2 separate regions of the Mus musculus genome follow, and region 1 is linked to region 2. Evidence: chromatin contacts called from public Hi-C data. All regions are on one chromosome and are shown on one strand. The core of a region is the stretch at or near the end of the contact, and the rest is flanking DNA. Distances in the headings are between cores, read along the strand shown.

What was found. A called contact is a pair of places that touch in the nucleus more often than the background predicts.
Region 1: a contact with region 2 is called in a Hi-C map of reprogramming fibroblasts, with 3 times the contacts expected there. The contact joins the enhancer-like site here to the promoter of Stag2 in region 2. A contact is called at or near these places in 5 of 484 Hi-C or Micro-C datasets (CD8 T cells, double positive thymocytes, reprogramming fibroblasts and 1 more), 2 of 115 datasets of contacts at active chromatin or transcription factors (stem cell-derived neural progenitor cells and thymic regulatory T cells) and 2 of 9 other capture datasets (adipose tissue and pancreatic islet).

The regions. Positions count from the first base shown.
Region 1 is chrX:42,358,328-42,362,901 of GRCm38.p6, reverse strand. No RefSeq gene overlaps it. Among named protein-coding and RNA genes, the nearest start is that of B230118I11Rik, 17 kb to the left of the region's middle. Within about 2 kb of position 2,196, at least 77 of the 459 cell types and tissues checked have an H3K27ac peak or open chromatin away from gene starts, as enhancers often do. A contact at or near this core is called in CD8 T cells, adipose tissue, double positive thymocytes and 3 more, where this site is marked.
Region 2 is chrX:42,147,592-42,151,870 of GRCm38.p6, reverse strand. Stag2 (stromal antigen 2) reads right to left here and starts at 1,717. Exons shown (of 34, transcript NM_001290713.2): 1 at 1,580-1,717.

The sequences.
Region 1 (4,574 bases), core at 947-3,446, 210 kb before region 2:
CGTGCAAGTGTGAGGACCAAGAACATACTTAAATGTGTTTTAATCAGCAAGCTCCCCGCCAGGTGCTAGAGTGAGAATCAGAGTGACCTGACCAAAGAAGACATCAGGCTCAAAGCTGGATGTGACAGTTCATGCCTGTACTGTCCCAATACCCAAAAAGCCAAAGCAGGAGGACTGTTCACAAGTCTCCAGCCAATAATACAGAGTGAGCCTATTTCAAGAAAAAAAAAAGGTGATTGGTAGATAGATAGATAGACCAAGATACACAGTTGAAAACTGTTATAAAAAAAATAGTACAAGACATAGAATCCTTAGCAACTCCAATTTCTGCTGTGTGACAATTTTTTTTTATTGCACAGAGTATAATTATACTAAGAAGGGAGCCTGGTTTGGTGGTTTGGTTTGGTGGCCCATGCTTAAAATCCCAGTACCTGGGAGGTTGAGGCAGACGGATCAGTGCAAAGTCAGACTCAACTCCACAGAAAAGTTCTGGTCAACCTTGACTACTAGGAAGGCTGAGTCAGAAGAACCACAAGTTCAAAGTCCATCTGAATCATAGAGTAAGTTCAAGACCAGCCTGAGTAACTTAGTGAGATCCTGTCTCGAATATCAAAGGAGACCTAAGTTATAGTAGAGTACACACCTGCCATGCTCAGGCTCTGGGGTTCATTCCCAGTATACCCACCACAGAAAAAAAATGATCTATCCTGAAATACAAGTTCTAGTTCCTTCCTTCCTTCTTTATTTCTCACTATGTAACCCTGACTGACTTGGGAACTGGATCTGTATTCACTGCTCTAACTCAAGGGTTCCCAACGACTGTTGTTTCTGGAGATGACACTCGTTTTCTTGTACTTTCTCCTCTGTGATTCGACTACTGGCCCATCTGTATAAGGCAGCGCCTGTGAATTAGATAAAGGCACCTTTCCATTGATTGATGCTGCACCACACTTGGATGCGCAGTCTGAAAGAGGGATTCTAAACTGCAGTTTCAACCCTGCCCACCCCGCCCCCCTCAAGCTGCACAGTCCTTTGTGACAGATCAGAGCCCACTGCCCTTCTGACAGGTCTCCTTACTGCAGGGCTACTTGGACTCATTCTAATTGCTTACACTTGGCTTTGTTTCAGAGTCCATCCAGGGAGGGGAGAGGCTGCTCCGCACCACCCAGACTCGGGTTTTCTAAAGCCATGTTTGTCAAAAGCATCCGTGTGCAGATTCTTTTGTTCATAATGGTGGCATTCAAGTCGAATTGCGCATGAAATCGTCTTGCTAAAGAAACTGCAGTTCTCTATATAAGGGGGTGGGGGGAGAAATGGAAGGATCTGATTAGTTAATAGGAATTCTGAGTAGTGAAATTTCGGATTAGCATAAGACAGTTTCTTGTTCAGAGCACGTGCAGAACCAGCGCAAAAGCATTCTTTTCTTTCCCCTTTTCGGTTAAAGCATTTAGTTCTAAAATAGTATAATCACAATAAGACTTTCCAACGTGCGAATTATAGTATATTAAGTCATGACTAATTGCATTGATTTGCATTCAGGGTTTTTTAACATCTGTGTGGTAATTATCCTAATCCAATTTGTTATGCAGAATACAATCAACGTTATATATGTTGGTGTTTAGGGCCCCGACACCATTTCCTGCTAAAAAGGGGACTGAGATACAAAGGTAGCTCAGGTGGAAAGACAAGCCCATCTTTTATAGATATCAGCTCCCTTTCTTGATCTCCCAAATTAGCTGGGGGTGGGAGGTGGAAGCAGAGATCAAGCAAATTTCATTAGCATTTTAAAAAGAGGCCCAAGAAAAGGAAGAAAAGGAGCCCAGCCAACGGGAGCGCCTATGAGAACAAGGGAGAGCAAGCTGTATGAAATTCTCGGAAAGATTTTTTTCCCCTAACAGGCTGCGGCTTTCAGAAGCTTCCAGAAATAATATCCTGACCTTGCCTGATAATGAGCCAATAAGACCACGTTCTGCTGACACTGTGCTATTTCAGTAAGGGTTGCATCTTACCTGGGAATCAGGGTTTAGCTTTGAACTTTTTTTTTTCCCCTGTCCTTTCAGGAAAAGGACAGAACACTGACTGGTAGCGTTTAGAATGTCCTGTAAACCTGGGGCACAGCCGAAATCTAGGAGCTGACTTCAGGCAAAAGCAAGAGAAACAAAACAGCAAGTGCCGACTTCTTCCTCTCCACCAACACGGAACTGACACCTTGCTCCCCTCTCTGGCAAGCATCTGCATCTACACACACTGGATCGGCTAAGTTTCGGTCTTCCTTTAACAACAATGTAAACCTTAGTGAACAATACTTAGCCAGCTTCTTGTTTGTTTGTTTGTTTGTTTGTTTGTTATTCATTGGAATCTAACCCAGGACCTCCGATCTGGTCTACCACGGCAATATTTCAACAGCCCTTAACCAGCCAGCCTCTTTTTAATTTTTAAATTTCTTTTCATACAACATATTTTTTCATTAATGTATACGTATTCACATCCTCTCTCCTCCCAGCCCCCCCCCGCTTCCCAGGGCCCCTCCCTTCTCCCCTTCACCTCTCGAATTCTTTCCCCTCCCCCAACTTCTCTCAGATTGCTTCCCCACCTCCCTACTCAGCCAACTTTATGTTCTTTCGCGTGCTCTTTCCCTCTCTTTCTCTCAACAACAAAAGGAACAAAAAACAAAGAACAAAAAACAGACGGACAAAAAAAAAAAGAAAAGAAAGAAAAGATCGGATCAGTAAGACAAAATATACCCAGACAAAACAAAGCGGAACACGAATTCTCTCTCTCTCTCTCTCTCTCTCTCTCTCTCTCTCTCTCTCTCACACACACACACACACACACACACACACACACACACACGGACATGGGGCCTGCCCTGGCGTGGTATACCCAGCAACACTGCATTGGGGGGGGGGGGTCGGGCGGGGGGGAGACTGATTTTCCCTTTCCCAACAGGCATTAATTGCAAATAGCTTCTTGGTTACGTAGGGGTGGTACTTTGTGTCCACTGCACCATTACAATGTTCGGATCTTTGTCTGTTAACCAGCCTCTTTTAAAAGAGCAGGCTTTATTTAATTCAGAAAAGATGGGAAAGAGAGTGAAGGTCCAGATGTCTGAGGGACAACAGAAGCCCTAGACGGGAGGCCTAAAAAGCCAGTGTAGCAGCTTTTGCCATCTTCACTTCATTTGCCATTTCCATAAGCACACAGATCTTGAGCCCTCCAAATATGGCTGGAGCCGGTGTTGGAGAAAGGGATCAAGGAATCCCCTTCAACCTTCCCTCATCCCCTTCCCTCCACAACAAGCCAGTACTGTCTTTAGTCAGCCCACAATGCAAGCCTATGGCCCCATGCCAAGCTGCTAATGAGAATCACCAGGAAAGCATGTTAAACATATAGTTATCTCATTCCTCCTTCATTGACAAGGGCTTAGTGAGGATCAAGCCTAGAGTTTTCAAAGTTCAGAAGATTCTAATCAGCAGCGCACACTGGCACCAGCTCTGATTCTCGACATGCATCTTTATGAGTCAAACAGATTGGTAGGCCAATCTGTGCGGAGAAAATTCACTGTACAGCTAAACAAAAAATAATAATAATAACAGGTTTTTTTAATCAACCTTCCTTAGTCTATCACAAAGAATTCAGTAAATAAAGCAATAATAGAACTATCCATAAGAATACAAACTGGCATTTTCTATTTTGGAGCAGTCCATTTTCGGTTAGGTTGGGTCTTGATGTCAGCAATTTCCTTCCGTACAGCACATGACAGTTCTAATTGGTTGATGCTTGCTCCTTATGGTAGGGTGGATTTTCAGAAAGGCAGCTTCGTTTTGATTGGCCACATTCATTTATATCTTTCTGACATTTGTAGTTAGGTGAGAAGAGGGTTAGGATTTTCTGTTTGGGAACATTTTCCCAGGCCAGGCTTGCACTCAGAGGGAGCGCCCTGAGTTCCTGCCATAACAACTGTCAGACCTAATAACAAAAGTCCATCCCAGTAGACCAGGAACAACAAGGTTTCCTCCTTAATTACACTTCATTCAGGTGCCTCTAAGCTCTCTTTTTAACCAGTTCTTAGCCTTGGCCTGGCCCTCAGCCTACTTTTACCAAAGAATCCTGTTAGCGGATGTATCCCTACCCTGATCATCCTTGATAGCTGATCAGTTCTTCAACTTTCCACCATTAACACCTAGAATATCCTGACCACCCTGCACTCAATTCTCAATGCCAAGGGAGAGGGGGCATTTTGGCTAAGAATCTTTTCCAGTCCGTTTGGCATAAATCCTCAGCTCTCGATGTCTGTTGAAAATGATCGTTGGCTAGCTAGACATCTCCACTTGTCCTCCAAGTGGTTCAAGTTGAGCTCAGCCTCCTCCTGGGACAGCTGTACTCTTGAAGAGTCTTACTTACTACTGCTTGCCTCTAAGTGTCAGAATATTTTTTGTTCAATAGACTCCTGGGAGAAATTACTTCTGCCAGAACAGGGCTGCATTTAACCAACTACTGCTGAACTAATCCAGGCCTGTCCCAGCATACTAACCAGGTTGCTGGTAGCCCCTTCATAAAGTAGCTTAATAAAG
Region 2 (4,279 bases), core at 468-2,967:
CCGTGGGAGAAAGGGGGTACGGAATTTACACTCCAATGTGAAGGGAAGATGGGGTTTTACCAGGGTCGAGGAGGAGGCGGCCCGCGCATTTTAAGGAACCATTGCAAACCAACACAAGCGTCTCCTTTACTTAAACCTAACCCCACAGATCAAAAGTTTCTGATAGACATAGCATAGAAGCTGGAAATAATCATTAAATCAAAAACCACGACCCTCAATTTAAAAACTACATACAGAAGAAAGGAGGAGGGAGAGGGAGGGAGTAGGCAACAACATAAAAAAACATCCTAGGCCACGGAGAAGAAAGTCTCCCAGACCGGATGAAACTACTAATGCAATATTAAAAATTCAAGTCGAGCACCAAAGCCCGAAAAAAAAAAATCACACGAGAACCCATTACCGTTGAGGATTAAAAATAAAATGACATATAACACCAAGGAGAAGAAACTAAATGCCGAAAGTACAGCGGTTTATCAAAAAAATAATAAAAAAAATCAAAACTAAAGGCAAAACAAGACATTGTCGCGGCGGGAGGGAAAGGGAAAAAAAGGCCGAAATCAACAATACGTTTACAATTCTAGGCCAGAAGAAAATGGGAACGGGGCTCAAAGTTTTGCGGAACTACTTGATGCTGTTTCCCACACCTTCTCTCTCCCATGGCCCAGCCGACCCTTTTTCTCCTAAAATTGTAGTCCGCAGATCTCCGGATACGTGAGAGAAGAAAAGAGAAAGTCGCCCTCAAGCAAGAATAAAAGTGTGGAGGGAAAACAGAGGCTGCCTACCTGGGGCAAGGATCAGCTCAGTTCGTGCCTTGAGAAAGACAGTGCGGGTGGGGGTGGGAACGAAAAAGCAGCACTAAAACTAAAACAAAAGTGGCGCCAAAACCCCCCAACAAACAGCCTTCCACTCCCGCCCTTCCCCCCCCTCCGCCCATGCCAGGCAGGCAGGGCCCCCTTCGGGGCAAGCTCTACGCGCTGGGGACCGACGCCGCCGGACCCCAAACGATTTCGAAAATTGGTGCCCTAAGAAAACTGACCGAAGTCGGGGCCTCGGGAAGGATGGAGAGATCGATGCCAACCGCTTTGCCCAAGCAGTTCCCCCACCACGCGCTGGAGATGATGGGGCGGGGGAGAGAAGCCGAGGGGCCCGTCACATGAATGTTGTTCCCTCTCTAGGAAGGGAGGAAGAGAGGGAGGGAGGGAGGGAGAGAGGGAGGGGAGGGAGGGGAGGGGAGGGGAGGGGAGGGGAGGGGAGGGAGGGAGGCAAGGAGGGGAAGGGAGAGGGGAGGGGGGACGAGGGAGGGGTGTGAGCAGAGTAGATTTTCCCTCGCCTCCCTCGGTCCGAGGCCCAAATAGACACAAACGAGCCTGCTCGGCCTCCCCTCCCCCCGGGTTCCCAGCACCACCATCTTGCTCGCTTCCTTCCCCGCACCACCACGGCGCGCTCTCCCACCGCCACCACCACCACCCCCCCTCCCCGCCACCACACGCCACCGGGCCGTGGCCTCCCCGGGTTTGCCCCTTTCTTCTCCACCCGTCCCCCCCCCGAATCCCGGCCAGGGATGGCACCCCCACCCCACCTCCAGTCTGGGGGGCTCTCGTCCCCCTCCACGGGCTGCTTAAGAGGCCCCGGGAGGAGAGGAAGCGAGCGAGCAGGCTACGCGGAGGCGCCGAGCCTCCATCTTGCGCCGCTGCGCGTTCTCCATTTTGGGCCACCCGTGGGGGGGGGAGCCCCCTCCGCCGAGGTCCCCGGGGGAGACTTGGGCGAGGGAGGCGAAGGGACAACCTTCCAGCGAGGGGAGTGAGAAGGGAGCGTCTTGCGCTAAAAAAGCGGCTCCGGGAGGAAGGAGGCGGGGAGGGGACGCAGGGGGCGACTGCAAGTTCCTTGGAAGTGTTGGGGTAGCGACTTGGGGACGGAGAGGACAGGCAGGGGGTGACGCGGGGCCGGGGCGACGCTGGCTCGCTCCCCGCCCGGACACGGCCACTCGCTCGCTCGCTGCCCCGCGCGGGGCCCCCTACGAGGCCGCGGCCCGGCCCCGGAGCGCCCGGCCTTCTCGGCTCCCTCCCGGCCGGCCGCACGCTCTCTTCGCCCGATCGCAAGCACACACACCTCACGGTGGGCCGCGCGCCCTCCGGGTGCCCCTCCAAACTTCTAGAAGCTTCGCCTCCGCCATTTTATAACTTACCTCCCCCCTCAGCGTCTACAGAGGCAGCAAGGAGACTGTTGGCCTCCCCCACTCCTTCCTTCTTTCTCAGGCCGGGGGCTTCTTCACCCCTGGGCTGGTACAAGATTTTTCCCCCTTCCTCTTCTTTCCACCCTTGAGTTCTACTGAGGGACGGAAGCTCCCGCGGGTCTAGAGCCGTGGGGGGGTTTGAAAGTGGCGGTCGGATCCGGCGGGGTGCTTTTTTTGTTTTGTTTTGTTTTTTTCCCTTTTTTCTGTATTTTTTTTCCTTTCTTTTTTTTTTCTTTTCTTTTTTTTTTTTTTCTTTCTTTTTTTTTTTTTTTTTTTTTTTTTTTTTGGTGGCGCTTCGGGATTGTTTGGGGTGTTCGCTCTTCGGCGACTTGGAGGCGAATGGAACGCGCAGGCGCCATCTGTCGGCCGCGAACCCGCGGCCCAGCTCCTGTTGGGAGGCAGCGGCATCTAGCGGCGGCGGGCTGCCATTGCGGCGCGCGCCACGCAGCCCTCCCACCCGCCAGCCTCCTCCCCGTGTCGCCGACCAATCGCCGCCGCCGGACTCCCCGCTTCCGCGGCTCGGACGCCTCCTGTGAACGGGGCGCCCGCAGGGGCGCGCCGCCGAGTGGGGTAAACAAGCTGGCGTGCCCGCGCCTCTCTTACTCAGCCGTTGGGACGCGCTTCCGCCCTGCGCGGACTGGCTGAGGGCCCACGGCGCCACCGAGGAGGTCGCCGAGAGGCCGGCGACAGTGTCCACTGGAGCCCCGCCGTGGGAATTCCGGGGCTTCAGCGGGCCGATCGTCCGGCTCCCCGCCCCCTGCGCAGCCCTGGCAGCCCTGCAGGCTAGCAGCACCCTTCAGAGCTCTCCAACACAACCCACCCCAGTAAAGGGCCACTTGTTCCCAGATCTCTGGTTTCCTCACGTCCTTTCCAACACTCCTCACACTTCCTCCCCAAAAGACCCAACTAGGCCACTTGATCCCAGCGAGAATGGATAGCTTGGCAATTTTGCTTGCTTTCTTTTTTCCTTCGAGTATGGTTTAAAGATTCTCTTTATCAGGAAGACTACGGGTGGGGGGAATTACATATAATTATACATATATATGTGTATGTGGATATATAGATATAATTTTCAACTCACTATTCCTGATCCATAAAAATGTGAGCTCCATACTCAAATTCTACTAGACTTAGGGAGCTGGACTACTAGGCTAATTGGCCGCTCAGCCGGTTTTATAGGTGACTTTTGGGGGCGGAAGAGGAGATGGGACCAGACAAAGTGGCGTGAAATCCACGTGCAAGGACAGGGTTAGCAGGGGACCTGTGGAGATTACTAGACACTCACTGCTGCCTTGTGTGGAGGCGGCCTTGCCACATTGTTAACAATTACAGTTCTTGGTACTTCCTCATAGCCCTCCCACAAGTATTTTGAAGTACAGAAAGACCTTTTGCACCCAGTCCAACTCCCTTGACTCTTTATCACCCTTGGGTGTTTATTGTGAGGATATTTTTTCTTTTTGTCACTTCATTTCCAGTCCACCCTACATGACCTTTGCCTAGAGCACTGTATGCGGGGGTGGGGGACACTCAGGAATGGCCTGTCCCTGCCAAACTTCTCTTCTCCTAGGACAGGAAGGGAACTATTAATAACAGTGTCTCCATTGCTGTTACAGAACTTCCTAGCCGCCTAAAATAGCCTCAGATTAAGTAGTATTTGTTCCATTTGTTTTACATATGGATTTAAAATACCTTCCTCCGTATTAAATTGTTTCAAATAAGTAATAAGACAAATGGAAAATATTATGAGCTGAGGAAATGGTGACATTACACCCAATCAGGAATCACAGGGCATTCCTGATGCAATATAATGATGACTTTCAGTCCTTCAATTCTACTCCATATGTGTGGTCTATGTCTTAGTAGGTCTTCTCCCATCCACTGATCTTACTGGTCAGTTTCCTTGGAACTTCAAGAGTTATGGTATATTTAATCAAGTGAGCAGAAGCAACTAAATGTCAACAAGAAGTAACGCCTTAAATGTTTTCGCTTACCAGTGAAGCATCGGAGGGGAACAGCATTCAAACCAAAGTTTCCATTTCTCTTCTA